Regions from separate parts of the Mus musculus genome. Here all the other regions are linked to region 2. The links are chromatin contacts, called in public HiChIP or PLAC-seq and promoter capture Hi-C maps. All regions are on one chromosome and are shown on one strand. Each heading gives the region's core, a stretch centred on a gene start, on an enhancer-like site or on the middle of the called end of the contact. The rest is flanking DNA. Distances are from core to core; before and after follow the strand shown. Region 1 holds the start of Cdh22 (cadherin 22). Region 2 holds the start of Slc12a5 (solute carrier family 12, member 5). Region 3 holds the start of Wfdc9 (WAP four-disulfide core domain 9). Region 4 holds the start of Wfdc6b (WAP four-disulfide core domain 6B). Region 5 overlaps Elmo2 (engulfment and cell motility 2).

Evidence for each region. HiChIP or PLAC-seq counts read pairs in DNA pulled down with a chosen protein or histone mark. Capture Hi-C pulls out chosen DNA fragments and counts their contacts.
Region 1: an H3K4me3 HiChIP or PLAC-seq map of embryonic stem cells shows a contact between it and region 2, with 51 read pairs. The contact joins the promoter of Cdh22 here to the promoter of Slc12a5 in region 2. A contact is called at or near these places in 3 of 39 promoter capture datasets (cranial neural crest, embryonic stem cells and maxillary cranial neural crest), 1 of 15 datasets of contacts at CTCF or cohesin (stem cell-derived epiblast-like cells), 32 of 484 Hi-C or Micro-C datasets (the N1E-115 cell line, bone marrow-derived macrophages, brain and 10 more), 11 of 115 datasets of contacts at active chromatin or transcription factors (embryonic hindbrain, embryonic midbrain, embryonic stem cells and 3 more) and 1 of 9 other capture datasets (embryonic stem cells).
Region 3: an H3K27ac HiChIP or PLAC-seq map of embryonic stem cells shows a contact between it and region 2, with 2.3 times the contacts expected there. The contact joins the promoter of Wfdc9 here to the promoter of Slc12a5 in region 2. A contact is called at or near these places in 1 of 115 datasets of contacts at active chromatin or transcription factors (embryonic stem cells) and 1 of 9 other capture datasets (adipose tissue).
Region 4: a promoter capture Hi-C map of pancreatic islet shows a contact between it and region 2. The contact joins the promoter of Wfdc6b here to the promoter of Slc12a5 in region 2. A contact is called at or near these places in 1 of 39 promoter capture datasets (liver) and 1 of 9 other capture datasets (pancreatic islet).
Region 5: a contact with region 2 is called in an H3K4me3 HiChIP or PLAC-seq map of forebrain, with 4 times the contacts expected there. The contact joins the enhancer-like site here to the promoter of Slc12a5 in region 2. A contact is called at or near these places in 5 of 39 promoter capture datasets (the C10 cell line, HPC-7-derived erythroid cells, embryonic stem cells and 2 more), 1 of 15 datasets of contacts at CTCF or cohesin (large pre-B cells), 1 of 484 Hi-C or Micro-C datasets (cortical neurons), 10 of 115 datasets of contacts at active chromatin or transcription factors (embryonic basal ganglia, embryonic forebrain, embryonic hindbrain and 4 more) and 4 of 9 other capture datasets (adipose tissue, liver, macrophages and 1 more).

The regions. Positions count from the first base shown.
Region 1 is chr2:165,232,029-165,237,019 of GRCm38.p6, reverse strand. It overlaps Cdh22 (cadherin 22), which reads left to right and starts at 2,283. Exons shown (of 12, transcript NM_174988.3): 1 at 2,283-2,465. It overlaps Gm36748 (a long non-coding RNA gene), which reads right to left. Exons shown (of 3, transcript XR_375215.3): 3 at 4,106-4,991.
Region 2 is chr2:164,965,941-164,971,287 of GRCm38.p6, reverse strand. It overlaps Slc12a5 (solute carrier family 12, member 5), which reads right to left and starts at 3,300. Exons shown (of 26, transcript NM_020333.2): 1 at 2,834-3,300. The coding sequence starts at 2,885.
Region 3 is chr2:164,653,698-164,659,437 of GRCm38.p6, reverse strand. It overlaps Wfdc9 (WAP four-disulfide core domain 9), which reads left to right and starts at 4,472. Exons shown (of 4, transcript NM_001160414.1): 1 at 4,472-4,555. It overlaps Wfdc10 (WAP four-disulfide core domain 10), which reads right to left and starts at 3,392. Exons shown (of 2, transcript NM_001039501.2): 1 at 3,240-3,392; 2 at 2,070-2,375. The coding sequence starts at 3,330. The coding sequence ends at 2,092.
Region 4 is chr2:164,611,284-164,616,556 of GRCm38.p6, reverse strand. It overlaps Wfdc6b (WAP four-disulfide core domain 6B), which reads right to left and starts at 2,857. Exons shown (of 4, transcript NM_001012725.2): 1 at 2,684-2,857; 2 at 1,532-1,666. The coding sequence starts at 2,804. It overlaps Wfdc8 (WAP four-disulfide core domain 8), which reads left to right and starts at 2,931. Exons shown (of 8, transcript NM_001080550.2): 1 at 2,931-3,132.
Region 5 is chr2:165,296,764-165,302,576 of GRCm38.p6, reverse strand. It overlaps Elmo2 (engulfment and cell motility 2), which reads left to right. Exons shown (of 21, transcript NM_080287.2): 10 at 586-636; 11 at 3,835-3,957; 12 at 4,234-4,368; 13 at 4,932-5,036; 14 at 5,122-5,230; 15 at 5,600-5,736. Among named protein-coding and RNA genes, the nearest start is that of Slc35c2, 12 kb to the right of the region's middle. Within about 2 kb of position 2,571, at least 25 of the 459 cell types and tissues checked have an H3K27ac peak or open chromatin away from gene starts, as enhancers often do. A contact at or near this core is called in forebrain, where this site is marked.

The DNA of each region.
Region 1 (4,991 bases), core at 1,034-3,533, 270 kb before region 2:
GATACTCTCCTTGTATGCTCACCTCATACATACTATAGCATAAAGAAACCTGGGATGTCCTAGGCCTGTTGCTTGCCTGGAAGCAACAGTCCCTGTCCCTTCAGCTCAGAGGCCTGAGGAGGATCAAAATCCCCACTATCGCCACTATTCCATGTGCACTGTGACTTTCTGCAAGTTTCACGTTTCTCAGTGCCCCAGCCTCCCTGTCTATAAATTTGTAGGTTGTCTGCTGTGTCAATCAAATGAAATAATCTACATAAAAATTAATAGGTAGTACAGGGCTTACTAGCTGCTGTTGTTACATTGGTGTCATCTGATCTGAGTCAATGCTGGGAAAGAGACCTCTATGACACCCCAAGATTTTCATGGGATCTCTTCCTGTTCTTGCCACCTACTGCTACAGTCAGAAGAGCCCTGGCTTACCCTCTTCCAGAGCAGAGAACCCAGGCAGGATGTACTAACTAATCCACTCTCACCACTTTGCCTGTGTATTCCTGATATTCCAAAATGTTTCCTCGTCTGTAAAATAGGACCGATCTGCATACAAGCAAAATCACAGCAGTTCTGACGATGGTGAATCTCAAGTGCTCCCAGAACCCAGGACGTGAGGCCGCCGAGAGGAGGTTTTTGGATAAGGGTAGGAGGCAACCTAAAGGGGAAGGTGAGATGTTGGGAGAGTAAAAGGTAAGGCTCTAATGGAGTTCTGGGGAGAAGAGACTTTGTGGCTTACCCCACTGTGTGCAGGCAAATGTGGAGGCTATCACAGCCCAGGCCCAAACAACCTATGGCCCTGTAATTAGGTCAGAGTCCTGAGGGGTCAGCACACAGCCAGGCCTGGGGCAGGGACAGAAAAGAAGGATCCACAGCTGCAAAAAGTGAGTCGGGGAGAGAGGGAGAAAGCAGAAAGTGTGGAGATGCATCTGGAAGGCCAGCCTCTGGTCTCTGAAAGCATGAAAGAGTAGAGGCTAAGAATAGAGAGGTTGGGGAGGAAAAAGACCAGGAGACTGCACAAAAGCAACGCTTGGGAGATCAATGAAGGGAATGAACCGAGAGAAGAAGGACTTAAGGGAGGGAACCGGCTGTCGAGGTGGAGAATAAATCTCAAAATAAATAAGAGTGATGGAGTTCAGCTGGAAGGACTAGAAATGCAACCACCCAGAGGAGACACCAGTCACTAGGGAGGAGTGGGAGAGTGGAAATTAGAGCTCCCGGTGGTGAGCAGGCCAGGGCGAGCTGGAGTATGGGTCCCTAGGGACCATCAGGAATCAGGGTCTCGGAGGGAGGGCGTTGTCACCTCTTTAACTCAGCGTCTGTTTTGCAGGCCAGGATGCTTGGTTAGGGGCAGATGGCAAAGACATACAGCTGCACGGTCACTTCAGTCACCTGGCTGGCACCCATGCAGCTAAGAAAAAGGAAACAGTCTAGGCAGAAAAGACATCGGGCATTGGGCTAGCTGAATTTGAGCAAGAACGGAAAATCTGGCTTTGCAAGCGTTTCTGGACAGTGGGGGGTGGGGGTGGATTTTATTAGCCTCATGCTAGAGGGCACGAAGTTTAGGCTGGACTGTCTTGTTTGCCTACTCTTTTATTCTGGCTGGAGGCACAGGACTTCCAGAGCTCGCTCCTAAAGAGGAATGACCAGCGTGGCTCTCTTCCCAGGACAACTGACCTTCCACCTGCCAGCAGACTCCCAGCCCCGGGGCAGGGGCTCTGTCCACCTCAATGTTCAGTGATTGTCTCTGAAGCCTCGGTCTGTGCAAAGGGCCTTTCTGGGCAGCCAGCCAGGGGTGGCCACTTGAGAAGCCCGCCTCTACCTTCGCTTGCACCCCCTTCTTTTGAAGCCGGGCTTTCATAGTGTGTGGGGGAAGGGGGGCTAGATGCAGCGAAGTCTGGCCAGGGGAGTGGTGGGGACAGGGTCTAGTCTGCCACGGGTGCCTCGGGGCAGCTGAACCGCCAGGCAAGGAGGGAGCCCGCTCCCCTCCTGGGGGCGCTCCCTTCGCGCGGATCTGGGCTGGGAGGAGGAGAAGGAGCACTCCCCCGGGGGCTTTCCCGCTGCCGGCGACGGGGGAGACGGAGCCTCCGGGCCCCGCAGGCGAGGGAGGGGTGCGGTCGGGGCGGGGGCCGGGCTCCCCGGCTGGCTGCGGGGTCCGGCCCGGCGGCCGCCTGCGGCTCGGCGCTGCTCGGCGCTCCTGCCCGGCGGGCGCTGCATTCTCCGAGTCTCCACCAGAGGCTGCGGGAGGAAGGAAGGGATCCGTCCCTTGCACACTTCCCCCCTAGTCAGACACGCACACTCCCTCGCTCTCTCGCTCCTCCACACACGCGCGCACTCGCCGCCGCGGCTCCCCCTCTCGCTCCCGCTCTCCCTCGGCTCCTCCGAGCGGACGCCAGAGCCGGACCTGGCTGTGATCCTGCCGCTTGCTGGCGTCCCAAGGCGCGGACCAGGGTGCAGTCCGGCCGCTCCCCAAGGTAAGAGCGCGCGGCACCCGCGGGAGGACAACCGATCGCCGCTGGGGAAGGCTGCGGGCCGGGAGGGTGCACGGGCCGGGGAGAGGCGGGCGCGGCGCGGCGCGGGCTCCGGGGCAACAGCTGAAGCGCGCCCATCCCGCGCCCCCTCCCCGGCGGGGAGACAGGGACTTTCCCACGTCCAAACTTTCCCCGGCGCGGAGCCCAGCCCGGCCACCTCCCGGCCCGGGAGTCGCGGTCCCTGTGTCCTGAGCTCCAGGATGCCCCCGAGGCCGGGGAGGAAGGGGGTGTCTGCGCCAGGGGTGTAGGGCCGGAGTGCGGGGAGGGGTGGGGAGATGGAGAATCCAGCCTCTGTACGGGCCGGGACCCCGGCATTCCCGCCGCCCACCCCGCGCCGCCCCGGCTCGGCTCGCAGCCCCTCCCGGAGGCCCGGCGATCGGCGCGGCGGGAGCGTGTGCGCCGCGCGGGTGCGTGTGCGGGTCGAGCCGCGGCGACACGCGCGGCTGCGGCCACCCCTGGGTGGGGTGAGCTGGACAGGCTATGAGGACCCTTGTGGCCCTGCCGACGTGACCCCCTGCTCCCTTCGGCCGTCGGATGGCCGGTGGAGATTGAGAGGTAGCTCTACCCTCTTCATCCGCACACGACTCCGGGGACTCTGTCCCCACCACGGAGAAGGACCGGGCTTCACAGGCTCACGTCCAAAGCACGCGCCACTCGGGACTGACCCTCCGGAGGCCGGGGTGCGGAACCGGGAGGCGTGGACCTTGCGACTGTGAGGGCGTACAGGCTGCGGGACCCTCGATAGACACTATCCCTAACCACGTCTCCCTTGGCTCGGGACCTGACTTCGCCACTTCCGCTGTGGCCTGGTCGGGTCCCTGCCCCAGCTTGGGTGCTGCTGGAGACGACCCTGTAGGGTGCAGCGGGCGGAGCGCAGAGAGAGGCTGGAGTCCCCCGAGGTCTCCCCAAGCCGCAGAGGCACCCCCTGCTGGCGGGCACAGCAGCGACGGCTGAAGCCTGCGGGGCCCGGCCGGTTGAAGGCTTGTCCGGCTCGCGCTGCTAGGAGCCCCCTGCTTTCTCTCCTACCCTTCCTAGTCGGCGGCGGCGTTGGTCGGAGGGTGTGCGTTCCATCTGATGAGCTCCCTGGGTCCCAGAACCAGCAGGAGTGCTCAACTTGGCCAGAGTCTTGATTGTTAGTATTGGCTACTGCCTCTGCTTCTTCTCCTTCTGTCCTGGAAGCCTATCCATTATGTCCTCTGTCCCTCAGAGTATCTCCCACGCTAGCCCACCAGTGCCCACCCTGACTCTTTTTGGGATGTGGGGGCTTGGCCCGTCTCATCCTCAGTGTTGCCACCTTCTTTCACCCTTCTTGCCTCAGTGTCTGTCAGGTCAGAAGGCATCTTCTTCCCCAAGCCAGCCTCTACTCTGCGGCAGCAGGATTCCCGGCTTTTTCCAGTGTTCCCTTAAACACTGCTTGGGATGAAGTGGGGGTGTCTCTGTGATCTTCCTTCACTACAAGAGTACCTGTGCTCCCCAGCAGGTGCTTTACCAAGCTAGGTCTCTCAGCCTAGGACATCTGCCTCTGGGGCACCCTGTCTGATTCTATCTACCTGGGCTGTCCTCCTTCCCATCCTGAAGTATTTATTGGAGGGTGGGTTCTGGGGTCACAGGGCAAACACTATCAAAAGGCAGAATGGGAACCCAGACACCCTGATATCCGGGCCTCACCAATTGTATGCTGGGTGAGTGTGAGGGAAAATGGATCCATTTCTTGTCCTCAGACTGCAGGCAAAGCAGGAAGGCGTTTGCTTCCATGCAGCATGAGGTATTTAAGGTAGATCCCCAGAGCTCTCAGGGGGAGAAAGCTGTTAAGTGAAAAACTGTGGTGACCCTGGGTACATGTGTATAGTGTGTGTGTGTGTGTGTGTGTGTGTGTGTGTGTGTGTGTGTGTGGCTTGGTTGCTTTTGCACAGAGGCTGGGCCTCAGCCTCTTTCCCCCTCTGGGGTTCTCTGTGTCCGTATCCTGTGGAGTTCTGAGACTCCCTGTGAGGCCTCGGGCTGGAGATGGAACAGGGATCTTCACCACAGCAAAGTTTGGAACAGTTTATTTACCACACCAATAAAGGAGTTGGCCAATTAAATTTCCTCTTTTATCTGAGTTTTTCTCTTGTTTTCTTCCATCAGGAAAATCCATTGGAAATACAGCCCGGGGGGGGGGGGGGAATGAGTTTCTGTTTATGTAACTGCACCCTTGCTGGGAAGCCTAGGAGAGGGTGGGGGGCTAGGCTGAGACCCAAGCTAGGGTTATACCAGCCCTCCCTCGGGAACCAAGACAGGCTGCATCAGTCGTTCTTGGCTGGGAGGAGACCAACACCTCAGTCCAGGCTCAGGAACTGAAGCCTTGTTTCCTGAATGTCCCCCACATACAAAGGAGGCTCTCCATCAGCTTTAGCTTCTCAGAGCACCCTTAAGATGGAATGTTGGATGGGATGCCTCTGCTTCTTGGCCGCTTGAGTTCTGTAACTGGGA
Region 2 (5,347 bases), core at 2,051-4,550:
CGTTCCCTCTCAAGCCTGCTTTCTTTGCCTCACCAAGTGGCGCTCAACGGGCTGGAAGGGGGACATCCTGGCCGGAGACCCCGTAACTAGGAGGCCTGGCGCCGGTCTCCATGGCGACAGCGAGGACCGACCGCGCAGCGCGGAGCCGAGCCGGCCACGCGCCCGCAACCACTTATGTAACGCGGCGCGCAACGCTTAGCCAGACTACAGGCCCGATCCCGGCCAGCAGAGGAGCGCAGAGGAGGGGGCAGCTTGGTAGGCTCGTCCTGGGTTCCGCCTTTCCATCCGCTGCCTGGGCCAGAAGCCAGGCTCCCGGCCCCATCAACCAAGGGCTGATTTTGTCCCCTGCCTGGAACGCTAGACTCACTTGTTAAGGGGGATGGGGAGCAAGCGTCTGCATTCTCAAAGGAACAGGGCAACGAAGGGGAAACTAGTCCTAATTCCCTAGAGCCTGGAGTCTGGGTGATGGGGGAGAGCCTAGAGGCGCGAAAGAGACTGGCCAGACCCAGGCTGAGCCTTCCCCGCCCCCGCCCCCGCCCCCGTCCCCGCCCCTTGGGAGCTCTCAGCCTGAATCGGCTTTCAATTAAGCTGCGGAGGCCAGAGCTCGCCCGGAGGAAACAGACGCAGGCTAAGGAGCCTCCCCCGGGGCCTGGGGCTGAACCTGGAGGGAATCCCCACGACAACTTGGGGAGAGAAAGGGGGCATCAGACCTCAAAGGGAAAGAAGCTCTAGGTGCCAGGGATAACATCCTCGGAGTCTTCTTTGACCCAGAGGAGTCCTCATACTCTCCCTCGAGGTCAATACCCGGATCCCTCCATACAGTTCCAAGAATCTAGGCTCAGAGTCAGGGGCTCTTGGTCCTTCTTTGATCAGACCCAGGAAGTATTCAGGGCCTCCTACCACCTTCATCAAGCGTCCAGGATAGACCTTCCCCCCTCTGGGACGCAGAATGCTTGACCCAGGTTCTGGACACTCTAATTCCAAGCGCTGGACTCTATATATAGAAAGAGAGTCTCCAGATGGGCCTGCTACACTCGGCGTCTAGAAATTAACAGAGAGGCCTAATAACTGGAAAGAACTACTAGTCAGAACCCCACTTCCAGTACACATGTGCGTCTTTACTAGGCCTTTGGGGACCCCAAAGAAGCACGGAGGTACAGTGAAGGTGAAGGTCGGTGGAGAATGCAGATGCTAAGGAATCCACTGAACCCATTCTGGGGAGCAGGGATGTCTCATAGTGGAGGTATCAAAGGGGGATCCCGGGAAGAAGTGGCATCCCTTCCCTTAGCTTCAGGAGCACTGCTTCAAGATGCCTGGAGCTGCAGCAACTGGACTTTACAACTCCCCTCCCCCTGCAGCCAAGGGAGCTCTGTCTGATGAGGTGACCCCAGGGTCACTGGAGAGATGGATGAGCTGGCCAGCAGCAGTTCTGTCCTCAGTATAGGACTCAGCCCCATGGGAGAATGGGAAGGGGATATCTCGGACAAAGGATCAGGGACTCTGGTGCCCCCAGCCTTCCCACGCCTCTAGTTGGGCCTGACTGTGATCCAAAATCAAAGACCTCAGAGTCGAACCTGCTAATGTCTGTGAGCTCATGCTTTTAGCTCTTGGGGTCTTGGACCATCTCCAGGGGAATCTCGGCCCAGAGGGTCAAGCAAAGCCTGGGGGAGCGTTTGAAGGCGCTGAGCGCAGACAGCAGGCACTGGAGATGCGCTAGTGCGCAGGGGACGCAGCGCCGCTTAAGGGTGGGGGCTGGGGGCGGCTGACAGCCGTGATGGATGGCTGAGACCGCTGGGGGGCAGCGAGGGGCCTGGGAGCCCGAGGGGGTGGCTGGCCCCAAGACCTCGGAGCAGAGAAACGGCAGTAAAGGGTGACGGAGAAACGGAACAGCACACGGATTTGCTCCAGAGCCCCTTAGCTCCTGGCAAGTCTTTGCACCCACCGCAGCGAGTCCGCAGTGTCGCCACAGCGGTGGGGAGTCAGCCACTAAGACCCCGTTTCTGAGGCTTCACCAGGATAGCTAAGAGAGCTAACTATAAAGACTTCCCCCCCTGCCCCGCCCTGAAAACCACACTGTCGCCCTAGGGTACCAAGAGAAGGGGGGAAAAGAGCGAAGAATAGGATCTTGCTTCCTGTCCTGAATAGGAACCCACGGAGAACCGAGAGGAAGAGGAAATCGGCAAAGTAGACCAGAAAAACCCACAGAAGTGGTAGCTTCAGGTTGAGATAAGGACTTCAGGAAGCCTTGGGGGAGGGGGTTCTGGTTGCACCAAGTGTCCCCTTAAGGAGACACTGCAGCCCAGACGAGAGCTATCATATGCCTCCAAACCCCAGAGCCATCACAACCCCCCCCCCCCACCTTTTAGCTGGAAACTCAAAGCGAGGAACTGCAGCAGACTGCGCCCCTAGAAGCTGCTGGTCCCTGCTCTGCGCCAGGACGCCCCGGTCCCCTCTCCGGGAAAGGAGCCTCCCTCCTGCACGTCGAACAGCACGTCAGCCCTGTTCTAGCTATTTCATCCCCTTCCCACGGCCTCTCCGGTTTAGCTAATCCAAGTCTGCCCCCAGGCCGTGGATCATTCCAACCCCCAGTTCCGAATCTGCCTCGGAGCGCGGCGCATTCCAGAACCGTGGACAGCGCCTAGCGCATTCCAATGGAGCTAGCCTCCCTGCAGCCTCCGGCATCCGCCGCCCCGGTCAGCCCCAGGCTGTTCTCTGCAGGAGGCGGCCCCGGCTCTGCCCCCCACTCCGAAGCTGCCCTCCTCCTTCTCCTTCTCCTCCTTCTCCTCCTCCTCCTCGCTGCCCCCTCCCCCGCCGCCCCCGGACCACTGCTTACCGGGGTTGGCTCCCCCATCGCCGTCCTCGCAGTCCGTCAGGTTGTTGAGCATGGTGGCTGCGCGGCGCCGGGCTCGGGATGGCTGCGCCGCTTCGCCCGCGCCCCTCTGCCCGCCTTCTCCGCTCGCTCGCTTGCTCGAGCTCTCTCGCTTGCTCTCCGCTCCACGGAGGAAGAAGCTGCAGTGCCCGCCCGCCCGGCGCACACACACTCGCACACGGACACACGCTCACACCCGCGCGCGCCCCCTCTCAGTAGCGGCGCTGCTCACCTCATCCCGTATGCAGGAGGCGTGAGCCACTGGCGGGTTTTCTTTGGAGGGGGGGACCGGAGGGAGGGAGGGAAGGGCAGAGAGGCGGGCAGAGAGCTCCGGTGGCCCCCTCACGGGAAAACTGGGGGCTTGCGCGGGTGGTATGGAGGGGATGCTGCGGGGGACGCGGCCCTCGCTTCCCTAGAGCAGACGCAGCCCCCCCCCCCACTCTGGCGCAGGCGGGGCCCGGCACGTGGGCAGGTGCCATCCCGCGCCCTAAAAATAACGGCAGGGAACTAGGTCGCGGCCGTGGGGAGGCGGCCCCGCAGCGGCTGCCTGACTGAGGGTCTGCGGTGACCCCTGAGAGAAAGATGTGGGGGACTGAGGTGGCAGGGGCGGGCGCTGTGGAATGTAAGGGCCCCAGGGAGCTGTCTACCAAACTGGTGAGGTAAGGCCTGGAGGAAAGAGAACCAGACCTTTTCCCAGATCGGTGTCCTAGCGCCTGAAGCCTAGGAGAAAGATGGGGCCTAGGCCCCCATCAATGGGGCACTGTGCTGCCCCGAGGGGACTCAGGTCAATGGGTCTGTTTGGCCCATTCTGTTTTTAAATCGGTGGCTGCCACTAGAGGAGTTGTAGAGAACTCTCTCATGGTGCTCGGGCTGGTTGGAGTCTCAGAATCCTAACCCCAAGACAAGACCCTGGAGTCCACACCACAGACAAGGGGATTTCTCCTGTGGAATGATCTATGGATGAAATGCAGCGAGGAACAGGGAGCACTGGGGTCCTGTAGCACTTCCTTCCCACCCGAGATGGTGCAGCCTCTAGGGAGGGTATGCTGGCCCCAAGCTGGCCAGGAACTGAGTGGGGGAAGGGGAGAATGAGGCCACCTGCCGGTTGGGGACCAGATTTTCTCCTGGGGCGGGAATGTCTAATCCTCTAATCCAGGATTGCTTTCTGAGGCTTCCAGGCCGGACATGCTCTCCTGTCCTCCTCTTCTGAAACCAGCACCCCCCCCAGGAGCTTGATTACCCTGGGACCCCGAAGCCAGACTTGGGCCAATGGTGGAGATGCTTCAGAAAGTGACATTTGAGGTTTAGACCCTTTGCATCTAGATCTAAACATACTAGCAATGGAAAGAGGAAATAGCTATACAGTCACCCTGGTTCCCAGCTTGAGTCCTCAAAAATCCCTGGAGAATTGTAGGACAGAACTGTTCATCTTATCTAACGTATAGCTTTCATTTCGTAAATGAAAAAAACAAAAACAAAAAAACTAAGCACCCAAGAGAGAAAATGACTGCCTAGGCACACAAAGCCAATGAGTAGCAGAATTCAGTCTAGAACCCATTTCTATTTACTCCAACTTAGGTCTCTTCTCAATAGAACCTCTTTTTAAATTGATCTTGCCTCCAATGAAAGAGACAAGAATACAATCATATCTACACTACCAGCTGCCTCTGATTCTCTGCTCCAGGGGAAAAAAATCAGCAGAGTTTGAGTCTGGGATGGGCTTTTCCCCTTCTGTGCCCAGGTTAGAAAAATGCAGGACTAGAGGCGACCCCTTGGCTGGAGCAGTAAGCCTCCCGTGTCTGCGAGATACTCTTAATAGGCAGGCATTTTCAGGACCTTGGACAGAGTCGGCAGACAAGCTGGCTCTATGGAATCTGTCAGTGGTTTCAGACTAAGCCAACAGTGGGGTCTTCTTCGATGGACTCAAAGGTGCTTCTAAGGGATTTGCCAACAAGGTGCCTACGCCGTTTGGTTTTGAGGACACCCAGATAATCTGTTACGATGGAGAATTAACATTCAGACAAGATGTGAGCATTTGGCAGATAGTGTTAGCTCAGTAATAAGACACAACCAAACCTGACAAGCCAAGTTCAGACCTTAGGACCCATACCATTAAAGATGAGAACTGACTCTTGCAAGTCATTTGCACACATACACAATAACAAAAACAATTTAAGAAGGTGTAAGTACTTGATACCCTTGGCTGTCCCAGAGTCAGTCAGTTATACGTGTCTCTCTCTCTCACACACACACCAATCTGTATTATTCTGTAGAGAAGTGTTAAAGGGCAAAATGTGAGGTACGTTTGTCTGAGCAGATTTGTGGAGGCGAGGACCATTAGGGCATGCTTCTTCATCTCTGGTCCTGGTGCCATTGCTTCTCTGATCACCCTGGGAGTAAACCTATCCGTGGGGACGTGAGAAACAGATGAAGGCCAGAGTGACTGCCTCACTGCCAATCCTCACTAGAGCTCTGACC
Region 3 (5,740 bases), core at 3,223-5,722, 310 kb after region 2:
ATAAGAGAAGATGTAGAGGGTGGGGGGGGGGAGTATATATCATTACATGACATTGTCAAGGAACAAATTAGCATGGACAAATCAACATGATTTTCTGAGAAATGCTCAACCAGCTTTGGGATGCAGAGATCAAATTTGAGTCATCAGGCCTTGACCAGAGGAATCTTCTCACCTCCCCATGATGGTTGATCTTAACTGTCCAACTGATTGCCTTGACAAATGACCAAGAGATTTATTAAGAAAGCAACTTTCCAGGGATATTTTTGATGCTATTTCCAGACAGAGCTAGGTCACGAGGCCTCTGGTTTAATGAGTGGTTCCAACCCTTGATTTAAATGATATATTGGCTTATTGGGATGGTGCTGAAGTGGGTCGCTGGGAGTGAGGCATGCACTTAGAGCTATTTCTTGCTCGGTCCCTTCTTAGAGTACATTTGTTGGCTTCCCTGGCACTCTGATGTAACTGCTTTCACTGTATCCTCCCCACCACGAGCAGCACCACTGAAACTGCTAGCCAGAATATCTTCCCTCTATTCAGTGGTTTCCATCGGGCATCTGGTTCAAGCAGCCTAACATAATAATTCAAGCCATCCAGGAGAGCACGCTCTCACTGCCTGCCTGCCTCCAGCATCCATGTTGCTTGATCATGATCTTTTACCTAGACCCCCCTTGTTGAAATTCAGAATGAAAGTGAAGCCCCAGAGCCCTGTGATGCTTATGAGGTTAGATCAGAGGCTCTGGTTTGACACATAAGGTTTCCTCTTTTGCTGTGTCCTTCATTAAATGACCCAGAAAAAAAATCACTGGACGTTGCCTCTAGGCATGACCTGATTAGCCAAACTCTCGTCATATTTGACGCCTTGTCCCAAGTGGTCACTGCTGGAGTGACGAACACATCCTACAAGGGTCCATGTGGCTCAGTGCTATTGGAAAATTCCAGAAACATTTATTGCTAGATTCCAGGGAGAGGTTCCTGGGCTCTATGGTCTTACCCCTGAAAGTGACTGTGGATCACGCTCTCTCCCCACCCCCTCTCTCCCACCCTCGGTCCCTCCCTCTCTTCCCTCTCTCCCTTTCCTGGTTCCTGACGAGTTCTCCTGCTATAATGCTTCAATCTTGACAAGTGTCACAAACCAGTGCAGCCACCTCCCAGTCTTGAATTCCAACCAGTGTTTGTGAGCATAGCCTTTCTAGGTTAGCTGCCTTATGTCTGCTAATTAATACAGCCACAGATGACTGAATCTTAAACTTAGCATCCAGGATCATTTGGGGGGGGGGCTGAATCCCCAGACTGGGAGGGAATTAGTACACCTTGTGATTAATGTCTACCACCTGTAGCATATGGGCAAGTCATATAGCTACCTTGTGCCAAAACATTTTCTGCGGTGTCAACACCAACCACTGGCTTCCTCTCTTTCTGCTATGCCTGTGGATCAAAAGAAGAGTCAACAAGAGGGTGGCTTGGAGTTGGAGGGGGGACATCCAGTTAATGAAGTCACCGGAGTCTCAGATCCCAACTCGGGCTCCAACACTGGAATATCCATATCCTCCAGTGATAAACAAGAAGAAATTTGGCATGTGAAGAAAAAGTGAGCAAAAAGAGTCCAGAGGAAATACCCTCCCCTAATCACATGAGACCCTCTCACTCTCTCCTAGTGCCTAGTCATATTGCTCGACTTCCCTGGATTGACTATTTTCACTGTAAACAAATCTTAGCCGGAGAACCCTAAGAGCAGCTGGGGGTGACCAGGGCTAAGGAGAGGAAGCCATTTTTGGTGGGGGGCGGGGGACTCCCACCCTCTACCTCAGATTTTTCTTTTAATTCTCTGCCTGTATGATGCTTAAAGGTTTTTGTGAACCCAAGGCAAGGAATGTTCTCTTTAGCCCTGTGGCATGCTGTACAGGAGATATGTGTTGTGGTAGAGCTGGTTTGGTGTGCTGGAGCCTCCTGGAATTGGAGTGGGTGCACAAGACAACAGGACAAACTAGAGACAAATTACCAACAAGGGGTGGGGGTGGGAACTGGGCCCGAGAGGAGCGCACTGGGCATCAGTGATTATTAAGAGTGTATATGAAGGAGGCAGGTGCTTGTTTATTTAGTAACAGCAGTGGTGAGAGATGACAAGGTAATTCCAGGCAGAATCATATCTCCTTCAAAGCTGGGCGGGGACCCACTCTCTGGGTAGACATAGTCAGAGGGAGGGGTGACAGGCATCTCCCATACGTCTTTATCCAACAGGTTCACGCAAACATTGCCACATGCAGCGGAGCAGCAGATGTTATTTGCTTGGCAGTCTTGGTGGGCTTCACAATGGCGGCTGCACAGATACCGTTTGGGCTTCCCCTCACACTCCTTGATCTCAGTGTGAACTGGTGCTACAAAAAGGGGGACGGTCAGGTAGGTGAGCAGAGTGGCTGCCTGGAGAGAATCCCTCTTGAGCTTAAAGTTCCAGCAGTGTGCTGAACACTCCCGCTGTGCCTGCATTTTCCCAGGCAACTTTTCTGTTTGTGCTCAGTCCTGCTGATCAGTTGTGTTTTAAATCTCATGCCCCGTGATAATCTCACCACCTCCCTATAGCTATTCGTGTCTGGGTCCCCTCTTCCTCTTCCTCATACCTACACCCACGACCAATCTCTCCTAGTAGAAAGAGCCGCAATGGCGCCATCTCTGTGAAATGTGTATTCTTACCCGGCTCATAGAAACCGGAGGTAGTTCACGGACCCTTTCAGCTCCTTAGAATTCTCAGGGTCCGTGAGGCTAACAAATCGGCCTCCAGCCTCTCTGTTTCCTCTGCTGTCTTGCTGTCTAGTGAAGTGTTCTGTCCTCTTCATCATTTACTTTTTACCCACCCCCACCCCCCACCCCAGGTGGCAACTCCATCCCTACCTCTTTCATGATCAATGTTTTGGTTTCTGCACCTATGCCCATTTCTACACCCCTCTTCCCCACTGAACACCTCTGAGAGTTTAAGCCCTCCCAAGTACGAAAGTTTGCCCCCTGGATTTTCAACCATGGGGCCCCTTCCATCACCGTTTGTTTCTGAATCTTTGGAACAAAGGGTGAGAATCGCACGTTCACTGTGCACCTTATCACTGTGTCCGGAACCATAGCTGAGGGGCCGTGGTCACCCAGAGTCAGGACAGTACTGCGGAGCAGAGTATGCAGTCGTATCCCTTCTGGGTCTGTTCTCAGTTGCTCCTTGCCAGCTACCCACAAACCCTACTCATCCAACCACCTACCTTCATATCTCTGCCTTCGCTGGACCCCTCCGTCGGCTAGGGAAAGCAGCAACAGCACACCAAGGAAGAGCAGCAGATTCCTGGACAGCATAACTGCGACCCAGGCGGTGAGCTCAGATCTAGTCTGGATGGCAGACTTTCCCACAGCAGGACGGGGCCTCTCTACTGCCTCTGCTGGCCAAATCAGGGCAGAGCAGTAGCCGTCCTGTTTCTTCCCCTTTTCTTGCCCCTTGCCCTTTTTCTCTGTGGCTTTTCTCATAAACGAGATCTCTTTCAGCCCCCTCTTCGCGCTAACATAATTTCCTCACGATATATATAGTTTAGGGCTCAGGAGATTGAGTAAAGTGTTTGCAGATAAAGCTGACCTGGAGGCAAATGTCTGTGAGCCAGAGCCGGGATTGTTGGTAGAAACAGAAGGCTCTCAGGGTCCTGCCGGGCTGTCTGGAGCTGAAGCTGTGAGTCTTAGGGTTGGTGAGGAATTCTGATGTTTACCTCTAGTGTCCATAAAATAGACTCATTTTTAAAAAGATTTACTCTGTGTGTGTCTGTGTGTGTGTGTGTGTGCGCGCGCGCGCGTGCTCGCCACACGTGACACCAGGACATCAGATCCCCTGGAACTAGCATTATCCACAGTTGGGAACTGAACCCCCGTCCTCTGCGAGAATAGCAGGTGCTCATTACCACCGAGCCGCCTTTCCAGCCTCGATCCTGGTTCGCTATTATCTCAGTTTCCCCGGGCACGCCACACAGAGTCTCGTTTTGGCTCAGACCCATCTTCTGCCCTTTTTATTTAATCCTGTAACCGTCTCCCAAGATGCCTTTCCGTCAGTGATTTCACTTATGTCACACACACACCATCATGTATGTCCTAATTCACGATGTTCTGCAAGATGCTCAAGGCTGAGCAAGGTGGGGCTGTGGGCAGCAGGCAAGGAAGGGATGAGCAGGGATTGAGGAGTGCCCAGGAGATGGTTACAGTCTGCACATCCAGATCCATCCGCAGCACCGTAAAGACTCTGAAATTTTGTTCCTGGCTTTTTAAAATATCTTTTCTTTATCCTCTGACAACCTCATACCTGTGTATAATGTGTATTGATCCTATCCGTTCTCAACCTTCTCCACCCACTGCCTCTGAATTCTCAGTCCCCAATATGCCCACCTTCATGCCCCACACCCCCATCTCTGCATACCAGAGGACCTACATATCTCCGGCTTGGCCCCACCTCTTAAAGGTTATATCCCTCTTACTATTGTTACTCTGGGGACCACGGCTCCAGCACAGGAACCTTTGGGGAACAGACTACAAACCACAGCAGGTACCATTTTCCTCCTCATCAGTTTCCCCTCAGTGTGTTCCCACACTGTCACACTGGGGCTTCCAAACCCCGAGCTCTGTCTTTGTACGGTTCGTCCTCCTTGGCCAAGTGTGTGCAGTCTTAGCATATACTGTGCAGAGCACCAGTGTACACACACACACACACACACACACACACACACACACACACCTGTAATCCTGTAGGCCAAGTTGAGAGGAGTCTGCTCTTTGAGAGTGCTAGACCTCTTTGTGTGTGTGTGTGTGTGTGTGTGTATCTGTGTGTGTGTGTGTATCTGTATGTGTGTGTATCTGTGTGTGTGTATCTGTGTGTGTGTGTGTGTGTGTGTGTGTGTAACAGAAGAGGACATTGGGTACCCTTCTCTGTCACTCCCTACCTCATCCCCTTGAGATAGAGTCTTTCACTGAACTTGGAGATTGCCATTTTTCATCCTGCCTATGTGGCTAATGCTCCCTTTTCCCATCTGCCTTTAACACTGGGGCTACAGGTCTATGTGGCACTGCTAGGGTTTTTTTTAAATGTGAGTGCTGGAATCTGAACTCAGGTCCCACGTTTGCCCAGCAGTCTCTCTTACCCCTGTGTCACCTCTCCAGCTCCTACTGTCCTTCTCTCAGGCATTTGGTGAACACATTTCTCCATCCACCAAGCAACGATTCTGTGGCAAGATCCCGACTGTAGGGTTGATCCCTCTGTTTCCTTCCTTGTTTGCTAGAGGGCCATTTAGCTTTTATAAACACCTTCCCTATCCAGTTTCTTTACCTCTGTGAAACCTGGAGAGCGTTTGTGTTAGCTTGTACTTGGCCCATCAAAGGAGAACCAACACTGAGCAGGATGCGAAGTAAAAGAGGATGCATGACCCAAAGCCGAAGACGATCCTGCAGTTCTAACGTGCAGGAGGCTGAGGCAAGAGGGCTGTCAAACCTGGGCTACATGGTGAGACCATTTCTCAAAAAACATCACTACCAACAGAGGCAGGTGCCTTTGACTCCCTTCCTGTAGGTGAGCTTGGATGATTCAGAAAGACTCTGTACCCAGTGGCCGAGGAGTTCTGGATCAGAGATAAAGCTGTGGAAGACACACAGTGTCCCCAGCCCACACAGAGGTGCCGGCTACATCAACACAGCCCAGTGCTTTCACTTGAGAGAGTGCCAAAGAAATAGTCTGTGA
Region 4 (5,273 bases), core at 1,608-4,107, 350 kb after region 2:
AGTTTCCAAGGCCTGGATGCCTTCCCCAGGAAAAGCTTTCCTGTCCACGGTGAGCAGGTGGAGCCCTCAAGGGTGTCATGAGCACCCCGAGTATTTGCTGACTGGTAACACTGGGGGAATGATTTTGATGGTCTTTTGTAGGACTCAAGGATGTGACAGAGAGAACAGAGAATAGGAGGCTAGAAGTGAGAGAGAGAACAGAGGCCTGGACAGAGAAGCCAGGAGACCCCACACCTGCCCAATGTTACACACACACCTGCCCCATGTCACATCCACACCTGTTTCATGTTACACCCACACCTGTCCCATGTTACACCCAATCCTGCCTCATGTTACAACCACACCTGCCCCATGTTACACCCACACCTGCCTCATGTTACAACCACACCTGCCCCATGTTGCAACACACTTGCCCCATGTTACACACACACACACCTGCCCCATGTTACACACTCACATCTGCCCCATGTTACAACCACACCTGTCCCATGTTGCAACACACTTGCCCCATGTTACACACACACACACACACCTGCCCCATGTTACACACTCACATCTGCCCCATGTTACATTCACACCTGTCCCATGTTACACACACACCTGCCCCATGTCACATCCGCACCTATTTCATGTTACACCCACACCTGTCCCATGTTACACCCACACCTGTCCCATGTTACACACACACTTGCCCCATGTGTCACACACACACCTGCCCCATGTTACACACTCACATCTTCCCCATGTTACATCCACACCTGTCCCATGTTACACACACACCTGCTCAATGTTACACACACCTGCCTCATGTTACACTCACACCTGCTTCATGTTACACTCACACCTACCCCATGTTACACACACCTGCCCCATGTCACACACACCTCTCCTATGTTATACCTACACCTGCCTCATGCTACACCCACACCTGCCTCATGTTACACACACGCCTGCCCCATGTTACACACACATCTGTCTCATGCTATCCTACAGCCAGACACACTGTTGGTGTTTGATGAGTCTTTCATAGCCTCTGAGTATCTCAGAACAGCACCACAGGGCAGCCAAGAGATCACATGACCCAGTACCTACATCCATGTTATGAAAGAGAGAACGGAGTCCAAAATGGGAAAGCCAGGGCTGGATCAACAGCTCATTTCTACGAGCACCTACTGCCCTTTCAAAGGACCTGGGATCAGTGCCTAGCACCCATTTGGCAGCTCACAACCATTTGTATTACCAATTTCAGAGGATCTGCTGCCCTCTTCTCTCCTCCATGGGAACTGTATGGATGGGGTACCTGCTGTATTCACTCAGGCAAAACATATTTACACAGAAAATAATCATTTTTAAAAGAAAAGTCGATATTGTTTGATTCAAATACTTGAAGAAAAATGAAAAAGGACACTCTCCTGCCCAGCAGTGACATCACTCAACACCATGAGAATCTGGGTCACACACAAAACCCTAGTGACCCAGAAGACCCGGCAGTGCCAGATCAGAAGGGCGGGAACAGGGATGAGACAGGTACCTTCGCTGAGGTCCAGGCATTTCCTCCCACAGGCGAACAGGCAGCACCTTTCCTCCCCTGGACACTCTCTGTGTCGTAAACACTGGTTTCTTTCTTCAAAGTCACACTTTATTTTATTATACTTTGGACATGTTCCTATGGGAGGAGAAGACGTGGTCCTGTGAGGGGTTGAAGGAAACACTGTTCTCCCTTCCCAGTCCCAGGGCACGCCTGCAGAGTTCAGGAAGCTTGTTTGTCCCTCACCTGTCACTAGGAGGAGGCAACCCTCAGCAGCTCAGGGTTTTCACAACACTGGCCACATCTTCATCTGTAATAACTCAGCATCCAATCTCAGGACCTTCTCTATATAAGATTTTCCAGAGAGAGACCCAGCCCTTTAGAACTATCCTGAGCTTTGTCCTTGGTTGGCCCCTGTTGCTCTCACTGTTTGCCCAGATTGTTGTTTTGAAGGTTACTGTGACAGAGTTTGGAAAGCCTTGGTCAAGCAAGGTCCCGGGGTTAAATGAACAGTGGGTCATACTGATGAAGTACTTCCGGGGCACTTGGCCGTTCTCCTCACTCCTCACTCCTCACTACACAATTATGAGTGGGCCTGGACAGTGTTGCACACACAGAGCACGGGGAGGCTCCATGCAGAGCCACACAGCTCCCGAGGAGTGGTCTCAGAATTCACACCTGTCATGTGACCTCCTAAGCATCCACTTTCCACCACTGCCTTCAGTGCTCAGAATCTCCGTGCATCATCACGCTAAGGGACTCCTGGGGGCTGCACTTTAGCACCCAGGGAAGGTCCTCTGTGACACAGGAAAGCTTTGGGGAGCTGCAGTGGGCAGGTTTGGGAGCTGATGGGGGTGGTGCTAGGAAGAGGCTGGGCCTTCAGTGGAAATCCCTTTGGCTAGTTAATCCCCAGGTCCATTTAATGCACACTAGCCCCAGCACTTCCAGGAAGCATTCTTTATAATGGTGGGGAGTTAACCACCACAGACCAAAGAGCTGTGTCCAGCCAGGCCATCTTCCCAGGATATGGGGAAACACTGACTCCAAACATCACCCACCAGGGCCAGGGGCTGAGGTGAGGGAGACACTGTCACCTGCAGTGTGTTTTGTTCTCTAACCCCATCAAGTTTCTTAAGAACTGGACCCAGTACTTACTTATAAAGACCCCCTCTGCCAGCGCAGGTTCCTGGATGCTCCACAGGAGGATGAAGGGGACCAGGAATGGCAGAAGTCCCCAGAGTCTCATTTTAGGAAGCAGTAGCCTGTTTGGAGGCATTAAACCAGGAGGAGTTTGTCAGTGGCTCCGGCCTCTGCTGCCCCAACAGCCCAGGAAGCATCTCTGGACAGGAGCCAGCACGTTCCCTCCCCAGAGGCCGTCAGTGGACTCGCTGTACCCGCAGTGCAGACTGTGGGGAAAGGGATCTGGCATGCTGGTCAGGGCCTCTGCTGGCGGTTCCCTTCCCTCTCTCCATCCTTCTCTTTTCCTTGAGACAGGATTTGACCTCTCCCAGGCTGGCCTCAAACTTGCTATGTAGTAGAAGTTACTGATCCGTCTGCATCCACCTCCGCAGGACTGGGATCGCAGGTCTGCATCACCTCACCCAGTGAGTGTGGGGCTGGGGGTGGAATCAGCTCTTCACGCATGCTGGGCAAGCAACGATCAGTTGAGCTGCATACTGTCCTGGCCGCTGATTCTCCTCATCTCTGGGCTAATTATCTGTGGCTTTGACCCTGTGTCTCCTTTGTCTCCTTACAATGTCTCTCTGCCTAGGTCTCTTCCTCCTTCCCCTCAGCCCCCTGTGGATGTTCCCTCTCTTGTCTTTGGCTCAGACATCATCTTTAGTCACCACCCAAGAGTAAATTCTGTCAGGTGGACAGGAAGCCACCATTCCTGGTGAGCATCAGGCCAGGAGATGGCACCTCTAAGGCAGGAGAACAAGGGAAGCTGAGAGCCTCTGTCCCAAGTGCAGGTTAGCGGGGACCACAAGAAACAATGACTCAGTCAGCTGCAGGAGGGACTAAAAGTAGTTCTCTGATTGCTCTGGAATATTCCCTCAACTTAAATACTGAAGCTTTAGTGAAGGAGCGAATGCAGTGTGGGCACAATGTGAGCCATGCAGGGGTAAACTGAGGCAGGGACCGCTGGCAGCAGCCACATGCACTTGATGCACCCATCTACAACTGCAAGAGACAGTCCCACAGCGTCTGCTTTGACAAACCGTGCTAAACGTCCATCAGATAAAACCGACCATTTTCAGGTCAACAATTTCAAGCCCTTGTGATACTCATGAGATTGTGTGTCCTATCTGCTGGTTCTGAAATGTTTTTAATCTCTCCAGCTGTAAACCCTGTCTCATGAGCAATCACTCGCTAGCCGGCTGCAACCCACTCCAGCCCCTGAGACTGCTTCCCATCTTGTAGGGCTTCCTGCGGTTCCTGTCTTTGCCTGTGGTGAGTCTTCAGTCCGGCGCCTCACACACACGCTCCACCTCTGAGTTACATCCCTAGCCCTCTCTTTCCTTTCTTAAACTTTTAAGAGAGACCATTACTACCGTGCCCCAACTGGCCTTGGATATGTAATCCTCCTGCCTCCTGAGGATGTGATCACAGGCCTGAGCTACCATGCCTGACTTCTGCCCTGGACATTTCTTCTGTATGGAGTCATACAGTAAAGTATGTGTGTGGAGAGGGCTGGGGGTGGGGGGACCAGAAGGTAATTTCCGAGGTTGTTTGTTTTTTCCTCTTCTTTTCCTTGCTTGAGGCGGTCTCCTTGTACTTTGCTTCTGTAGCGTGTATTCCAGGGTAGCTCGCCCATCAGCTTCCAGGAAATTTGTCTCTGTCTCCTATCTCACTGTAGGAACACTGGCCTTATAGATGCATGCATTACTTTGTCCAGCATTCTATGGGTTCTGAAGATCTGGACTTAGCTCTCCTCTCTTCCAACTCCACTCCTCCACGTCTGCTCCCCACGGACGCATGGTTATATCTTTGTGTATCATGAGGAGCCCAGTTAATAACATGTGCTGCAGATTTCAGAGTTGCTAAGAGACTAACAATGATATCTTAGCTACCTCAAATTGGCCCGCAATGTACCCATCTCATATTTCATTCTACCCCATAAAAATGTACAACTATCATTTGCCCAGTAAAAGTTAAAATGAAAAGGGCAATGTGTACGATGTTCCAAAGGGGAGAGCTAGGTTGCGTTAAAAAAAAAAAAATGAAAGCAGATGTTAAGAGCTAAGAAAAAAAAAAAAACAAGCGAACTAAATCTAATTGAAGCCACGAAGAGCAACATCATTCCAAGCACTGAAAACCAAATGACAATGTATCACTGACTACAGGACTTAAAAGGCAAATTCATGGGTGGCCTTCCAGACACATTTTGTTACTAGGAATTTGTTTGTTTTTGTTTTTCGAAACTGGGTTTCTCTGTGTAGCCCTGGTTGTCCTGGAACTCACTCTGTAGACCAGGCTGGCCTCGAACTCAGAAATCTGCCTGCCTCTGCCTCCCGAGTGCTGGGACTAAAGGCGTGCGCCACCACTGCCAGCAGACACTCGGAATCTCAATTCTAGGCTGGACAGCTAAAGGCACAGGCTGCTCACACCAAGCTGCTCCTTGCCACCCTCAAGTTTCCAGTTCCGTCTCTCTTCAATGCTTACCATTCTTCATCTTGTTGTCTCCCATCTCTCCACAGCACACGTGGTTATCTTAGTGGTCCCTAGGCAGGACCTCTGGGGTCTT
Region 5 (5,813 bases), core at 1,322-3,821, 330 kb before region 2:
TTTAAAAGATGGTCAAAATGGTGCTGATGGGACCCTTAGATCTCTGTGGAGGACTCAAGTATTACTAGAATACTTTATTTCCTGGATACTTAATAACTAAAATGTTGCTGTTGAAGTTTGAGCCAAATATGATGGACAGGTGAATCTGATGTGAAATGTTACCCAAAGGCCCACAACACGTGACTCTCGCAGTGAGGTCTGAGCAACCATACCCCCGTCTCACAGCCCAGTCTGCTGCCCAGGGTTCTTCAGCTGTGGCCATCTGCCTGGAGTGGTGCATGTCCTGCCGTGTGCTCTGCGTGCAGTGTCTGTCACCAGCATGCTTGTAACACATGTGTCTTGTCCTCAAGCAATCCAAGTCTCATGAAGACACGAGGCGTTATTGTGCCCCGAGGAAGGGAAACTGAGTTCATTTGCATTCATGAAAAAAGCAGGGAAAGTTTTAGAGTAAAACACATTTGATGGTCAGTGGATTTCTTCACCGTTCATTTGAAAGGAGCGCATTCGAGCTGTGAGGACCTTTCCCCTGACAGCAGTCACAGATGCCACCTGCCTTGCCTTACGTGTGTTGGTTTCCCTCCCTAGGACATGGCCAATGCCTTTGCACAGAAGCACCTTCGGTCCATAATCCTGAACGTGAGTTCCCAGTGACTGCCTTTTGTTAATGCTTCTTCCTGCTGCTGGTGGTCCTCACCATCCCTAGGATGCCGGGCTGTGACTGTCACCACTGGGGGTGGGGGAGGGGGCTTACTAACAGACGCCGGGCACTTCACTTCGGAATACTGAGCTTTTTTTTGGACTCCTCTGAGCCAAGCTGCATCTGGGAAGCCATCCCCCATGGTCCCCAAGAGATTGCAGCCCCTCCAGGGAGAAGGGGAAGGCCTTCTCCACTGCCTGTTACAATATAGACCTGTTAAACCAGCTGAGTGGGCTGAGACCTGGAGCACGCAGAGCTCCTGAAGCCTTGTGCTCTGCTGGGGAAGGTGGGGCCCAGCACAGCTCTGGCCAGGAGAGGGAGGGCAGGACCAGGGAGATCTGCTTTGCAGGGAAAGTCAAGAAGCCTTTCCAGAAGCTGGCTGCTTCTCAAGTATTAGGCACCCAGGCAAGACACCAGCTTAGACCTTAGTCTCCCTCCCTCCCAGCACAGCCCTGGGAGGGTCAGGCTGCGGCACAGGTACAGCTGGACTCTAGAGTACTTGCTGGAGGGCTCGAGAGGAGTCTGGAAAGGTCTTCTTCACTCTTATTACTGTAGCGATGGTAGGGGTTGTGTGAAGGCAGCGAGTGGAGTGAGGACAGGAGCCAAACCCAAAAGGAAAAGAGTTTATTAGTTGTCAAAAACAGAGGAAAATCCAGAGACAGCAGTGAAGGTAATAGACAGAACATCAGAGTCAAGCGTGAAAGATTCGACGCTGACAGTGGCTTTGGCCGTTTTCCAGTCTGCCTTGATCCTGAGCAGTTGACCCTGTGTCCCTGGGCTTTGATTTTGCTTAGCTGAGTGTGAAGACTGAAGGAGCTAATACATAGACCATGCCTGACAGCGTGCATGGCAGCTGTGGGCAGCAAGTGTGTGTGTGTGTGTGTGTGTGTGTGTACATTTGTGTTTGTGCATGTATATGGTAACAGAGCTCTAGAAGAAAACTCTAAGCAAACCTGCAGAGTCCGATGGCTTTACCTTGAGTGACTTGATCCCCAAGTCACTGCAACCCTGCTTCCTTCCAACAGATGTGGAATGGGGAGTGCCCATGCTGTGGGAACTCCAGAACTGCTGCTTAGGTACCCGCTCTACATGTGGGCACGGGGAGGCATTTCTGGGAAAAATCTGAGTTTGAGGCTTAGCTTGATGGATGAGAAGAGGGTCCCACCGAGTAGACAGCTGAGCCTCGGGCCTTAACTGACTTGGCAGGCAGTGCCTACATATGCTGTCTAATGAAGCCAGAGAGCTGCAGCCATGGCTGGTAGAACACTTCCTCCCCCTCGCCTGAGAACCGTGAGCAAAACCCAGGAGCCACTGCCGCTTCCCTTTCTACATAGCCATCTTGTGAGCCGTGAGGAGGAAGGACTAGAGGTGGACTTTCAGAGCAGTGGGTGGAGGGGGTAGAGAGCAGTTGACAGGGGTTTGGAGCAAGGTGGAGGATGAGCTGTAATGGAGGCCAGCAGGAGGCCAAGCCCCAGGCTGTGAGAGCACAGGAGAAGGACAGGAGTGTGGGGGCTGAAGAGGGCCCCTGATTTTGAACTAGCAAGAGACATGCTGGAGAGGTAGAGAGGGCATGCGGATGTCAGCAGGAGCTGGGGTGCAGGAGCCACCTCAGTTCTGTTCTGAGGGCAGCTGGGCAGGGCAGGCTCTGTGCGTGTTCAGCTTGCGGAAGTTCTGTCCAGAGAGGACGCTTCCTGGAAAGACTGGGGGCCTGAGTGGGTGATAATTTCAGTGGGATTCATCCTGTGTGCAGCTTTGGGAACTGTACTGGGCAGCAGAGATGAGCAGAAAGCCCGAGGGCCAAGCTGAGGGTGAGGCCTAGGTAGGGTAGGGTTGGTGGGGAAGTACAACTCAGATCTGGCATGCATGGGCTTAGAGATGGTCCATCAGCAGGGCTAAAGGAATAGGGAAATGAAGGTTGACGGCCAGGAAATGTAACCCATGATACAAAGACATTTCAGTATGCAACAGATTGATTCATGGCGCATCAGGGACACAGTCAGCCTTCTCACTTCACACTAAGGCTCCCAGGACTGGTGTGTTGTAGACAGCACGTACTGTAGTTTAGACCTGGCTAGTATCTACCAGCCATGTGAGCCTAGGATCATCAACTTGTATGGCACAGGTTGACAAAAGGCTGGTCTCGAGGCAAGGCAGGGGTGGACGGGCCAACTCCGGGGAGCTCTGCAGAGATGTAGCACTCAGTGCTGTGCTGCCGGCCCTGGCCATGTTAGGCACACAAATGCCCACAAGTGACTAGCGGCTGCTACACTGTCCAGGGAGGTTCTAGAGTCAGGGCTACTGAGTAAGACCTGAAGGACACGGGTAGGGACATGGCAGAAGCTGCACAGGAACCCCAGGTGACAGGATTCACGACACGTAGGTTGGGAAGTCCAGGAAGCCAGGAGGAAAAGCAGGCTGTTGTGGGGTTAAGGACAGGTTGGAGACCCACGTAAGACACCCAAAGTGATTAGCCAAGGTAGCCAGGGAGAGAGAGAAACAGTCAGAAGGTGAGAAGATGAGGGAGGCTGGGGCGCCAGGTCAGAGGGATTTGCTGAGCTAGCATTGGGAGGATAAGGGGATGGCTAAAGGACAGGCAGGGGCTGACATGGGGTGACAGGAAAGGAAAGGATGGGGAGGGCGTGTGAGGGTGCCTAGGAAAGCCAGTGGCCTTCCTTATAGGTGGCTCCATGTCACTTAGGGTGGCCTAGCCTCGAGCCTGTCTAGCAGTGGCCCTTTTCCACGTGCTCGCTGGTGCTTTGGCTTTAGTCCTGTGAGGGGCAAGCCTGGCTGGGTTTAGCTCTGCTGGCCTGCTCTCTCCCTGACCCCCTCTCTCTCTGGGCCCCCTCCCGCCCCCACCTCTGGTGTCCGAGGTTGAACCGTCATTCTCTGTTCCACTTCCCCTGCCCAAGAGTGGAGAGGAAGGCCTGTGTGAACCTACTCTGGCCGAGTCTAGCCCCCTTCCACTCAAGAACATGCAGGCACCATGACTGGAAGGAAAAGATCCCTGTCCAGTGTACTTAACACACACACACACACACACACACACACACACACACACACACACACACACACACACACGGCACTTTAGGAAAGACAGTGCACTGAGTCTGTGCCTCCTTCTGCCTTTCTTTCTCTAGCATGTGATCAGAGGGAATCGTCCAATCAAAACAGAGATGGCCCATCAGCTGTATGTCCTTCAGGTCTTGACCTTTAACCTTCTGGAAGAAAGAATGATGACCAAGATGGATCCCAATGACCAGGCAGGTGCTGGGGGCCATCCTGGTATAAGCTGTGCTGTTTCTTCATGGCTGTGGTCTTTCCGCCTACAGTGTGTGCTGAGAATGCTGTGTGAAGTGGTCTCCTCAAAACTGGTGTGGGCCACATCTCCCGAGGACTTGGGACAAAGGCCTCTTCTGTCCTTCCATCCTCCCGCTGGTCCATCCCTGGAGACTGGCTTGGGAGCACGTGCCCTGCTCTCTCTCTTCCCTGCTTCTCTTGGGAGCTGATCGCCCTGCCTACTGCGTTCTCCCTCCCAGGCTCAGAGAGACATTATATTTGAACTGAGGAGGATTGCCTTCGACGCAGAGTCTGACCCCAGCAACGTCCCCGGGAGTGGGACTGAAAAGCGCAAGGCCATGTATACCAAGGACTATAAAATGCTGGGCTTCACCGTAAGTACCGAAGTGTCTTCTCCGCCCTGGCAACTCCCCCTCCATAGTGACAGCCCTGGAGTGGCAGACACAAAGAGATGAGGGCCTTTGGCTTGCCTTGGCTGTGGCCACTTGGTGGGCGTAAACCAGATCCATCAATTACAGGCCCAGGAAGCCAGCCTCGAGGGAAAGGGGACCATATGCCTGCAGTGGGTAAAGTTCTGGTGTTGTCTTCTCACCTTAATGGTGCCAAGGTTTAGCCTCCACCTTTCATTTCCCTACCCCTGTCCCACAGTGGAGAGGAAGGGGTGGCACCCGCCGCAGCCTGTGTGAATCAACTCAGCAAGGCAGCTTGCTTGTCACACAGCTGCCGTTGACTGTGGTCAGGTTAAACACGGCTCAGCTGGGAATGAGGCTGGTTTAACTGTACTGTGTACCTACGTGGTAGGATGAAGCAGCCTTAGTCCAGTGCTCCAGGAGCCAGACGAGCTAGGGTGGAGCCGAGAGAAAGGGAGGACAGGCTGCCCCCAGGTCACTCCACACAAGGACTCCCAAGTTCACACCCGCTCTCCTGGATTCTCCAGAACCATATCAACCCAGCCTTGGACTTCACCCAGACTCCTCCTGGAATGCTGGCGCTGGACAACATGCTGTACCTGGCTAAAGTCCACCAGGACACCTACATCCGGGTAAAGAGCAGGCGGGGCAGCCCCTCACTCCTGGGACCCATCCACACCCGCCTCCCCTCACCCCCCACGTCCTCTCTGCTTGTAGATCGTGCTGGAGAACAGCAGTCGGGAGGACAAACACGAGTGTCCGTTCGGCCGCAGTGCCATCGAGCTCACCAAGATGCTCTGTGAGATCCTGCAGGTCGGGGAGCTCCGTAAGTCTGCAGCAGCCAGTCTCCAGCTAGAGGTGACAACAGCCAGATGTCAGGAGGGACCGGAGGGCCTTAGGCGGGGGACATTGTTCTTACTCCCACCCCCATCCGTGGTGATCGTAGCTGCTGTTCTGTGAGCTCATGATCTAAGGTGTCTCCAAAGCTCCCCAGTGCTGTGTGTAAGGGCTGGCTGAGTTTGTAACAGGGCAGAGAGCTAAGGGCTTGAGGAAAGCCCCTTCTGCTCCTTGATGGCTGTCATCATGGCCTGTTTTCTTTGTCCTCATGACTTGAGTGCAGGGAATTCAGAGTTGCCAGATGGGTGCCCTAGTGCCTGAGGGCCGAGCCTTCGTGCTTACAGTTTCTTCTCCACAGCTAATGAAGGGCGCAATGACTACCACCCCATGTTCTTCACCCACGACCGAGCCTTCGAGGAACTCTTCGGGATCTGCATCCAGCTGCTGAACAAGACCTGGAAGGAGATGAGGGCGACAGCCGAGGATTTCAACAAGGTCAGTGCTGCCGAGCCACCCAGAGGCTGCCGGGAGAGGACCACGAGACGGCCTCTGACAGCTGGCCAGCGCCTGGG